Regions from separate parts of the Mus musculus genome. Here region 2 is linked to region 1. Evidence: chromatin contacts called from public Hi-C data. All regions are on one chromosome and are shown on one strand. The core of a region is the stretch at or near the end of the contact, and the rest is flanking DNA. Distances in the headings are between cores, read along the strand shown. Region 1 overlaps Dlgap2 (DLG associated protein 2). Region 2 overlaps Dlgap2 (DLG associated protein 2).

Region 1 (5,925 bases), core at 970-3,469:
AGCAGAACAGGTAAGACCCTCAGATGACCGTGACTGGCTTGAGTGGATTGAGATCAGTTGTGAGTAGAAGGATGGTTAGTGTGTTGGGTTGTTGTTTTAGTGTTCTTCTGTGAACAGACACCATGACAGGGGCTACTCTTATAAGGACAACATTTAATTGGGGCTGACTTGCAGGTTCAGAGGTTCAGTCAATTATCATTGAGGCAGGAGCATGGCAGCATCCAGGCAGGCATGGGGCTGGAGGAGCTGAGAGTCCTACCTCTTGTTGCGAAGGCAAACAGCAAAAGACTGGCTTTCAGGCATCTAGGATGAGGGTCTTAAAGCCCACCCCCACAGTGACACACTTCTTCCAACAAGGCCACATGTGCTAACAATGCCACTCCCTGGGCCAAGCATATTCTAACCACCACAGTTGCCAATGGTGAGTTAAGCAAGCCTCCGTGTGGGCACCTATTACCTGTGTTTTGGGTACCTAGAAGAAGAAATGCCTCTTGGCCTCTTTTTAGGAAGCTATAGTATAGAATAGTAGAGTATAAAATAGGAAGGAGGTAGACTTAAGGCCTGCTTCGGTGACAAGTCAGAGAAGATAAGTGTAGAAGAAGAAGGCCGGAGTTTAGCTGGAGGAGAGCTACGTAAAGTGTAACTACTGGTGGTAGGTCTCACAGTGTCTGTGCAGTCTGGGGGCTTTTCTGGAGGAAGGAGGCAGCCCACAAACATCTTTCAGCATAGAGGCCCATTGTTCCTTGGGTGACCGTGTGCAGGCCCTGTTCTGCTGGTTCAACTCCAGAGAAAGGACTCAACACTCCACTCCTTCCTCCTCCCTCACACAGCCCTGAGCGGGGATGAGGCTGTTGCGCTGTGAGAAGTATCCTAAGGGGTCTCCCTGCCATGGGACACCTGTCACTCATACAAGTGAGGGATATGTGCAAGTCTGCAAAGGACAGGGTCCATGTACAGGAATCCTCCCCAGGCAGTGCTCCATCAAACTCTGATTGCGAGGTTCACGTAGCAAACCAGTCCCTACTCTGTACCAACTGTATTGTACTGGGTGTTTGAAGCTGGAGAATGGCACCCAGTTCATGGGGACGGGAGGGGACCTAGCTCACAGTGAGGGCACAGGACACAGTTCGCAGTGAAGTCTCTCATAGTGCACAGCGAGGAGATGGAACATCGTAGGCAACAGACACAGGACAGCTCAGCTCATGGTGACAGAGAGTCAGCTCAAAGTTGAGTCTCCAGCTGTGCCCAGGAGGAGCTAAGACTAGGCAGACTGACTGCATTGTGTTTGCAAAAACTGTCAAAAGTTCCTCAGCAAGTGAAGGGAGATTGCTGTATGGCAGAGAAACTTTCAGAGATACCAGCTCTTCGGGTGTCTCAAATTGTATGTCCCACCCCAGTTTTTAAAATGTACATATTTATTATTTTATGGATTTCTCTAAAACTCTTAGTGTATCATGTGATACAAGGCCGTCATACACAGTTGCCATACAGGTGACGTGTGCCATTGAGCTACTGTTTCAAAAGTGTGGCTCTGTGCGTATGGTTTGCCCGCCCTGGCTGTTATCCTTGTGTGTAGACTGAGTGTTTGATTTGCAAATGTGTGCTTGGTTATTAGGTCTACATTATCAGGTCAAGTAGCCTGGGTGGTGCTCTGTGCTAGTTTTCTATCTCTTAAATACCATTTTAACCATAAATAAATGCTATTTTAGTAATTGTTTTTTAAAAAAGATTTATTTATTATTATATGTAAGTACACTGTAGCTGTCTTCAGACACACCAGAAGAGGGCATCAGATCTCATTACGGATGGTTGTGAGCCACCATGTGGTTGCTGGGATTTGAACTCAGGACCTTCAGCAGTCAGTGCTCTTAACTGCTGAGCCATCTCTCCAGCCCTATTTTAGTAATTGTTAGACTGTTTCCAGATTTACATTTCTTTCACTTCGACATTCAGAACTTACCCTCAGGAGGTCAGGCTCTCTGGGGGATTTCAGAACACAGGATTTTTGTCTGTTGGGATCATGGCCCCCAATTCCAGAACTCTGCTAATCTTCCTCTCCTGCTCTGGCTCCAGGTCTCAGTTCTTACTCTTAAGCTCAAGTAGACTTGAACTGTCGTGCCACATCACTAAAACCCAGCATCGGTCAGGTGGAGCACACACCATCAGCACTGCTCTCTGTGCCTCCCTCTCTGCCTCAGTCACAGCTGACCCTGTCCATCACTGTGCAGTATCTGCCCGGTCATCACCCATACGCCTGGTCTGGCTACCGTGTGGGTGACTTGGGATGCTTCCTTGGCCCATATCTTAACTCAGCAGTGAGCTTTTCCTCATCTTTGCAACCCGCTTCCTTGCTTCACCTGCTCCCCCCTTCCCCATTCTCCCTCCTAATCTTCCTTTTCATTCCTGAGATCCCATCTCTGTGGCTAGCTCTGCTCTATGATCCTGCCCTTAGGGTCACCAGTGGCCTCCCATGTAAAACCAGAGTAGTTCTGGAATGTAATACTGTCCAGTTGTTTGATACAGCTACAGCTACTCCTTGACCTTCAGGCCCTTCTGTGCGCCACACTTCTATGGTCATTTCTTGCTACCTAACCTCCCTTGAGGTCATTTCACCTAGCTGTCACTGGTGAGATGAGCCCCAGGCCAAGGCTTTAAATAACTGTTCATCTCTGCCCATCCCTCGCTCCAAACTCCTCTCCATAGGGTCCTCCCTAATTCCTCTGGATGCATGGGAGGCAGACCATACTCAGCTGGCCCAAGCTGGAGTCTGCTTTGGGTCCCCTGCTGCTCTCCCCCAGGCTTAGTAACTGAGCACAGTTTGCTGGGTACCACATAGCCCACGCCTTGTCTTCCCACAAATCCTGCAGGGCCTTCTTTAAACACATCATAAGCTAAGTAAGTACTGCTGTCGGCTGTGACAGGATCCAGCTTCAGGCTGAACTGTGCGTCTCACTAGGATCTCCTAGTCTCTGTCTGCTGTGGGTCATACTCTCCTATTTAGCCCTTCCTATCTTTTCCCAACCAGCAACAGCTCCAAGTACCCTGTGAGGACATGACGTATCTCATGTCACTCCTAAGAACCAAACATAGAGGCACCTTCTTTTCCAAACCATCTTACTGTTTTGAAACTAGGACTCACAGTGGTACCTGCTGAATCTTCTTCGGCTAACTGCCTTTCTTGGTCCTGTGCTCAGTGACGGAGACTGTCTGCTCCTGGCTGTGTCAGTGGAGCTCAGTCCAGGGCTTCTTCAGAACTTGGCACCTGCCTGGGTTCACCTGCTCTATAAGAACCCTGTCCTGATTCAACATAAGACCAGAGACACTGAAACTTATGGAGGAAAAAGTGGGGAAGAGCCTCAAACACAGGGGCACAGGGAAAAAATGTCCTGAACAGAACACCAATGGCTTATGCTCTAAGATCAAGAATCAACAAATGGGACCTCATAAAATTGCAAAGCTTCTGTAAGGCAAAGGACACTGTCAATAGGACAAAATGTCAACCAACAGATTAGGAAAAGATCTTTACCAATCCTACATCCAGTAGAGGGCTAATATCCAATATATACAAAGAACTCAAGAAGGTAGGCTTCAGAGAACCAAATAACCCTATTAAAAATGTGGTACAGAGCTAAAAAAAAGAATTTTCAACTGAGGAATATCTAATGGCTGAGAAGCAGCTAAAGAAATGTTCAACATCCTTAGTCATCACAGAAATGCAAATCAAAACAATCCTGAGATTCCACCTCATACTAGTCAGAATGACTAAAATCAAAAACTCAGGACAGCATATACTGGCGAGGATGTGGAGAAAGAGGAACACTCCTCCATTGTTGGTGGGATTGCAGGCTTGTACAACCACTCTGGAAATCAGTCTGGCAGTTCCTCAGAAAATTGGACATAGTACTACCTGAGGACTCAGCTATACCACTCTTGGGCATATACCCAGAAGATGTTCCAAGATGTAATAAGAATACATGCTCCACTATGTTAACAACAGCCTTATTTATAATAGCCAGAAGCTGGAAAGAACCCAGATGTTCTTCAACAGAGGAATGGCTACAGAAAATGTAGTACATTTACACAATGGAATACTATTTAGCTATTAAAATGGTGGTGCATACCTTTAATCCCAGTACTTCAGAGGCAGAGGCAGGTGGATTTCTGGGTTTGAGGCCAGTGTAGTCTACAGAGGGAGTTCCAGGACAGCCAGGGCTACACAGAGAAACCCTGTCTCTAACCCACCCCCCCAATGATGAATTCATGAAATTCTTAGGTAAATGAATGGAACTAGAAAATATTATCCTGAGTGAGGTAACCCAATCACAAAAGAACACACATGATATGCACTCACAGATAAGTGGATATTAGCCCAAAAGCTCTAAATAAACCAAGATACAATTCACAGACCATATGAAGCTCAAGAAGAAGGAAGACCAAAGTGGGTGCTTTGGTCCTTCTTAGAAGGAGAACAAAATACTCACGGGAGCAAATATGGAGATAAATTGTAGAGCAGAGACTAAAGGAAAGGCCATCCAGAGACTGTCTCACCTGGGGATTCATTCCATAAACAGTTACCAAACCCAGACACTATTGTGGATGCCAAGAAGTGCATGCTGACAGGAGCCTGATATAGCTGCCTCCTGAGAAGCCCTGCCAGAGCCTGACAAATACAGAGGGAGATGCTTGCCGCCAACCACTGGACTGAGCATGGGGTCCCCAATAGAGGAGTTAGAGAAAGGACTGAAGGAGATGAAAGGGTTTGCAACCCCATAGGAAGAACAACAATATTAACCAACCAGACCCCTCCCCACTCCCCAGAGCTCCCAGGAACTAAACCATCAACCAAGGAGTACACATGGCTCCAGATGCATATGTAGCAGAGGATAGCCTTGTCAGGCATCAATGGGAGGAGAGGTCCTTGGTTCTATGAAGGCTCAATAGATGCCCCAGTGTAGGGGAATCAAGGGCGGGGAGGTGGGAGTGGGTGGGTGTGTGGAGGAACACCCTCTTCGAGGCAGGGGGAAGGAGGAAGGGATGGGGGTTTTCCAGGAAGGGGAAAACTGGGAAAGGGCATAACAATTGAAATGTAAATAAAGAGAACTTAATAATAATAATAATAATAATAATAATAATAATGAAGAAGAAGAAGCCTGACCTGTCCCAGCCACTATGTGTTTCATCACCCTGGCATTATTTCATACATGAATGTGATCAGCAATTGTTCACTGCTGTCTGCTCATTTCCCTCGCTAGAGCATTGGTTCCATGGGTCAGGAGTTTCGTTATTTTTTTTTTTTACTCTAATGCAGAATCTATTTATAAATTAGGCAACATAAGTAGTACTTAGTAAGAGCTTTGCATTTTCATGCTGTCAATAAAAATTTTAGTATATAATAGTTTCAATAAGTCATTTCATACTCGAAAGCAAAACTAATTTTTAGATTACATAGCTCACATTCTGTGTTTGCAAATGTAACACAAAATGCAGTAAAAACTCTGCATAGATGAATCAGTCATGTAAGAGCCTTGGTACAGAGTTTCATAGTAGACTCTTAAAGCCCAGGTGTTTTGTTTAATAAAAAGAGCAGCATATGTTTGATAGAGCCAGGTATGGTGAGGTGGGAGGGATGGCTCGGAGGGCCCATGCTGAGGCATCCCTTACCCCCGAGGTAACAACCATACAATGGGTCTAGTGTAGAATAGAGTTTATTTAGGGCATGGGAGGGGGGAGTTGAGAAGGGAGTAAAGACAGAGAAAGACACACACACACACACACACACACAACAGAGACAGAGACACAGAGACAGTGGGGGGGGGGGAGAGGCAGGCAAAGAACATTTGGAGAGAGAGGGGGAAGGGGAGAAGGAGAAAGGAGTCAGGGAGAGGAGAGAGAGAGAGAGAGAGTATGAGAGAGAGAGAGTATGAG
Region 2 (6,211 bases), core at 2,218-4,717, 240 kb after region 1:
ACCTACAATTTCCTTACTAGTGGATAAACATGTTGGGGGTTTTATATTAAATTCAGATTCTTGTAGAGAATTTTTGCTCATAGTGCAATCAAGTCTGGCTCCCCTGTGCAATTTCTCCTATGTGCACTCCACTGGAGAACACACAGGGCTTTAGGACATCAAGTTTTAGGTTTTAGATACCAGTCCCCACTTCCCTCTCATGCTGTTAATGTCCAGCTGCTAACCACGTATCTTCCAGAGAGTTCCAGCACCTGTCCTTTGGAAAGCCACCCTTTGGTTGGATGTGGATATGGTTGAAAGTCCGCTTTTCAGGAGCTCACAGCTGCTTGCTCTTCAGAGAGTCACTAACACTCACAGTACCTCAGTCTCCTCTTCTGAAGACTGTGTGGCTCTACCCCACTTTCTTCCTCAGGAGTTCTGAGGCTGCAACAATGTGACTCAGGAAGCAGCGGAGTGTCCTCACAGACAAGAGCTCAGTGCTCTGTTCTGAGCAGCTGATTTGAGCGTGGCGGTTCAGACTCACAGGGTATCTATCAACCTATTGTGGGAGCACCTGCTCATCTCCCGTTCACTCCCATCTGCTCTGGAATTTGATAGAGATGGTCAATACTTCAGAGGCAGAAGTAGAAGCCTGGCTTTATGGTCTGGCACTTTGCAAAGTCTGTTGTTATGGAACAATCAATCCAAACACAGTCCAGAGGCATGACTGAGTGTTGATATCCTCTCAAGGACAGGGAATCTCAGTGGAATCCAAATACTTTATTGCAACACTTCCTGAAGCTTCTGGTACCCACATCCTGGAGTACTAATACTTACACTGTCTATTTCCAGGAAGAAGTCACCACGTAGAACTTCTCTATACGGTTCTGTGTTCTCATGGCCACTGTTGCTGCTCTCTTGCTGTGCCCAGATCATAATCAGAAGTTCTCATGGGTGTGTACACATGGGAAGAAACCATGTCCATGGGATATTGGGACTTTATGTGGTTTCAGGCAACCTCTGGGGTCTCAGAAGGTGTCCTAGGTGTAACAGGGGGATACCTTGTGTTATATGACATGGTTAGAATGTTGCAGCTGTGTCCTTGGCTGGGAGGTATGTGTAGGTCCAAGCCCCTCCCCCTCCAGTGTAGAGGGTGTGGTCTTATATAGAGAGTTTATTGTCCCCTCATTTACCCTGCTGCTGCAATTTCAAGATATCTCAAAAAACAAACCATTCCACTCCACTTGAAGATGTAAGTACCTCTCCCTTCCTTGGTAATAGCTTTTCATATCTCTGCTGTTTCTTCGGGTAATTTTTTCTCTCTTTTAAACATTTAAAAATGATAAACCATCTCAATAAATAAACGGTGCATTACAACACTAGTTCTGAAATACATGTTTCTTGTTAGTAATAAAATTGCAGCTGAAACACAGAACATCGCATAAATACACTGCCATGGGATTCTTCAGTCCTTCATGTGCCTTCCTGGGTCTGTAGAAAGTGAGAGAGAGAGAGAGACAGAAGCCTTGGTAGTGGCTCCTGCATATCAAAGCCCTGTGTATTTGATGCTATTGGACTGATGTTATTTCACATGTAAGTTATTTAACTTTACTAAAGTTTTAAAAAAGTGACCATTATAATGATGCTTTTAATACCTACCTCAGAGGTTTTGTGGCTCTGGAAAGAAAACCCCTGGCTTTCTCCAAGAGTCAAAAGTACAGCCATGGAGACCAACTGTGGATTTTACAGAGCTGCAATGTCTGAGAGTCTATAAATGGTCCTACTTGGAGAATGGCTTATTGATGGAGTGGCCTGTGGACCCAGGCCTCTGACTGGCTGGAGTACTTGGCTGTCTGTGTTCAGACAATATCCACTATACTCTTTTATGCATGGAGGAGTCCCTGGAATCTTGTAGATGTTGTCGATATGCCTTTAATTATATCCTAAAATATCATCCAGGTCACCTTGATGGAAGATAATTTGAATATCAAACATGACCAGTGTTCACCCACACTCTCTAGACTTCACAGTGAGAGGTCTTGCCTGGAGAGTACTTGTCACTATGTGACAAGCTTCATCACCTATCACTTGTTTAGAGAAGGAAATGGAGATGCTGCCTCTGGGACCAAAAGCCTTCCTCATGCTCATGACTCAGAAGGCACAAACCCTGAGGCTTGCTGTCATGGGCACTCTGTACTCATGATGGGTTCAGAATCATCTGTGCAATGCTGGGATGTGATTCCTGTCACAGGGAGACTATGCAGCAGTAACATGATGCTGTACATGGATGCACAGATCAGGAAAACGTGAGACTTGATATGCTAAGTGGGTAAAGCAAAACTGGAGACCCTCCTGGGGCGAGTCACATTTATATAAAAACATAGATTACATAGACAAAAGGAGCCTGTGTTTAGTGCACCCAAAGCTAATGGGATGACTCTAAATGGTGAGATTTGAGGGAAACTTCTGCTTTTATGTTTTATTGTATGTACTAACAAAGTGGACTGTTAGCTTTTCATCACCGTGGCAAATCTTGAAAGAAACCAATTCAAAGAAGAAATGATTGACTTTGGACCACAGTTTCATAGGTTTGGTCCCAGGCCACTGGCTCTTTTGTTATGAGCTGAGTTGATCCAGAGAATCATGGAGTATATGTCAGAGGCAGCTCCTCACTCCAAGGTAGGCAGGGAGCAGGGAGAGACAGGACAGGACAAGGGACATAACCTATTTCTTTTTTTTTTAATTGGTATTTTCTTTATTTATATTTCAAATGTTATCCCCTTTCCTGTTTCCCCTCCAAAAAACACCCTCCCCTATCCCGCTGGTCCCCTGCTCACCAACCCACCCACTCCTGCTTCCTGGCCCTGGCATTCCCCCACACTGGGGAACAGAGCCTTCATAGGATCAAGGACCTCTTCTCCCATTGGTGTCTGACGAGGCCATCGTCTGAAACATGGCCTCCGAATGAGCTACCTCCACTTACCTCAGTGTTTGCCAAATGATGAGGTCCAAGGCCTGTGATCTTTCTAATCACCTATCCAGGGTTGAATCCACCCTCTGAGAACTAGCTCCCCCAACATGTGAGGCTTCGTGGTAATGGTTTATAGCCAAGACTTAGCATTTATTGTAAAAGCACTGTGTTATGGGCAAGCAAAGTCGTCCAGGTAAGATGCGTAGACTTGTGCACCTGTCTGAAACTCCTCCAGAGTCCCTGATTTCCTCCACAAAGTCCAGCCTATTGGGAGCTCAGTCATCCTTCGTCTTCTCCTCACACAAGGCTGCTTGTTCACAGCAGGGCACATAAGGAGGCACATAAAAAAGTGGTGCTTGGCTGCCTTTGCCTCTTTTTTTTCCCCTTTAGGATTTAGCCCATGAGATGGTACTGCTCAAATCCGGGACAAGTGCCAACTCCGTTAATCATCTGGAGAGGTACTTTCATACTCAAAGGCATGATTCAGTGATGAACTAGACGTTTCTTAAGCCAATCAAGTTTGACATCCAAAACAAACTATCGTGTGGTCCTATGTCAGTGTAGTGGTATGCAGCCCAAGGCTATGGTTATAGCATAGCTCAACAAACCAGGTATCCCTGTTAGTTTGCTAGCATGTTCCACTGACTTCCAAGCCCACCATGGCCTAGTGACAATATGGCTCACGCTCTTGATTTCTTCCAAGCGTTCCCTGAAGACCTTCTCCGGAGAACTGGACTTATAGTCATTGTTCGAACATTTGCCTACTGGCAATGTTACAGACAGCAATAAAACAAAGAATCTTTTCCTAGATTTTGAAGCCAGATTAAGTTCAAAATATCAACCTTTCTTCTAGGGAAGTAGGGCAGGGCTACCTTTTACATCAAAAGGCCCACAAGAGTTAAAAAGATCCTCAGATAACTTCCCTAAAAGGCCTCAAGAAAAACAAGGCAGCCATCCAAAACCATAGGGGTTGGAGCATAGATCTCAGAGGCTGTGCAACTAGGGTTCATGGGCTCTAGTGTCTCTGCCCTGCTCTGGCCAAGAGTTGACCCAAGATTACTCCTTCCTCCTTATCTTTTCTGAGATACACCTTGAAGCTCCCACAGGAATAGGAACCAAAAGGACAAAGCCAGCTGCCAGGAGATGGTAGGGACTAAGACAGTTTCATCCATGGCATACTAACAAATGTGATAGAGGGTAGAAGATGGCCAGAAGATGGCCCAATTCCTGGTCCTTGGGATGAGGAAGCAGCCTAATTTTGGGATGACTTTCTGTTCAACCTCCCCTCATTCCCCACTCCTTAGTCAGCAAACTCGCTGAGCAATGGCTTGGCACAGGATGAGGCTGTGCAGCTAACAGCTGGAGCGTGCGAGGCAGAGAGAATACAGATCTTAGACTCCAGTGAAAGAAGCAAAATTATCCCTCCATCACATTCATCCTGTCTGTAGATTCCGGTCCGGTGACATTGATGAAAATGAGCCGTGTGAAATGAACACGGTATCCCCAGAGAAAGTCGATGCAGGCGCTTGTGGGTTAGGGCCTGAGGATAAGTCACCTTAATGTCAGGCTTGGTCCTTTAGACTCAGTGTTCAGGTGTGGACACCAGGGTTCTCAGAACGTGGGAAGTGTTCAGTCCTCAGGGAAGTCATGATCACCCGTGGTTGTCTTTTGGGGAGCCAGATGTCATCTTGCCAGGCTAGTCTATGTCAAATCTACATGCCATCAATCGCCTAGACCTCCAGACTCACTGTTTCCTTTTCCCAGAGGGTGCTCCCTAGCTTATTATTATTAGACTGATTTCTGTGACCACGGTGAGCCCTGTACCACACAGTTACTGTCACTCCTCCTGTTATTGGTAGTAATGAGGCCACCACAGTAGTGACAGTAAGTACCCCTGCCTCCAGCTGCCGTGATACTCAGGTTTCCGCAGAAAGCGCTCTTTATGAGAGCTCATGCATTTTCCAAAATAGCTAAAAGAAAAAACTCTACCCTTTGACCGAATGCTGCTCTCAGAGCCTAAGACATCAGCTCTTCCAATGACTCTCAAAGCAATTCCAGAGGTGACAGGATGTCCCCACCTGCCCAGCCCCTGTCCTTCTGGGGCCTCAATCCTACACACACACATCTACTCCAGAATATTGGAGAGTATCCACAGCGTGCCTAGTACTGCAACAGCTGAGTACCAGTCGCTAGAAGTTGCTTGGCCGCATGAGAGCATCAGAGACCCTGTAGGGTCACTTTGAGAGCATCTGTAGGGTCACTTTGCTTTTGAGCCCCTGGGAAACACTGAAATAGTTAAGGGCTTTCTGATGCACCAGGACTCTCTGTTCATGGCTTTGTTTAAAAAGGACTTAATTTTTTAAAAATATTATGTGTCTATTGTACAGAAAACAGGGCTTGTTATGGCTTGTATTACACATCCATATGATGGACTTTGAGAAATTCACCCAAACACCCCTCTTTCAAGTAATTTCCAATGGAATATTTTGGGACTTTTTCACTGGCCTGGATCTTGTAATGACTGTCTGTACAGCTGTAGAATGCAGCCTTACCCTTCTCCTTGGTGGCCTGGGTACCCTTCACCCTACTTAAGGTCTCCTAAACGTTTGCAGGACCACTCTCTCAGCTGTCTGTGCCAGGGCAGATCAGTGCCCAGACTGCACCTGGTGGGTCTTTGCAGGGCTGTGTAAGGTGGCAAGAAGGTATCACGATGAAGCAGGAAACACCATGGGTGAATAACATTGTCCAAGTGTAGGCTGCTGCAGGCCCCACCCCTTCTTCCCATCAAGCAAATTTATGACAGCATTGCTACTTGTACCTGGCACCAAACTTCCAACATTTAGTCTCCACTGCACCACACACACAAGGTGACGCCCAAGGACAGTATGGCCCCGTTCTTTCAGCTGGCATTTCATGGGTCAGCTTCTCCCCACACGGGACTTAAGAGTTCTAAGATGACCCAAATTCATCTGACGTCTTTACTGTAGGGCATGTTCATAGGACGTGTGTTTATCGTTCTTAGTGATTTATAGAAATGGAAATATATGCATTGCCTTTTAAAATTACTTTATCTCTATTTTTCCTCCTATCTTCAGAATTAATTTGAATACCCAGCCCTGTAGCCAGCTGCCTGTTGTTGCAGGATACATAAACACTTCAACTTCTGCTGGGCCATAATCATTTTAGGCGAATGGCATCAAATGAATGATATTATTATTTGGCTGGGTATATTCTCGGCTTGCTCCATAGTCTAAGTAGAAA

Evidence for each region. Hi-C and Micro-C count contacts between places; a contact is called where the count stands out from the background.
Region 2: a Hi-C map of the C2C12 cell line shows a contact between it and region 1, with 3 times the contacts expected there. The contact joins two enhancer-like sites. A contact is called at or near these places in 5 of 484 Hi-C or Micro-C datasets (the C2C12 cell line, adipose-derived mesenchymal stem cells and embryonic fibroblasts) and 3 of 115 datasets of contacts at active chromatin or transcription factors (the NIH/3T3 cell line, embryonic fibroblasts and vascular smooth muscle cells).

Annotation. Positions count from the first base shown.
Region 1 is chr8:14,359,147-14,365,071 of GRCm38.p6, forward strand. The region is part of intron 3 of Dlgap2 (DLG associated protein 2); the gene reads left to right. Among named protein-coding and RNA genes, the nearest start is that of Gm26184, 89 kb to the left of the region's middle. Within about 2 kb of position 2,220, at least 6 of the 459 cell types and tissues checked have an H3K27ac peak or open chromatin away from gene starts, as enhancers often do. A contact at or near this core is called in the C2C12 cell line, where this site is marked.
Region 2 is chr8:14,597,249-14,603,459 of GRCm38.p6, forward strand. The region is part of intron 4 of Dlgap2 (DLG associated protein 2); the gene reads left to right. Among named protein-coding and RNA genes, the nearest start is that of C030037F17Rik, 170 kb to the right of the region's middle. Within about 2 kb of position 3,468, at least 39 of the 459 cell types and tissues checked have an H3K27ac peak or open chromatin away from gene starts, as enhancers often do. A contact at or near this core is called in the C2C12 cell line, where this site is marked.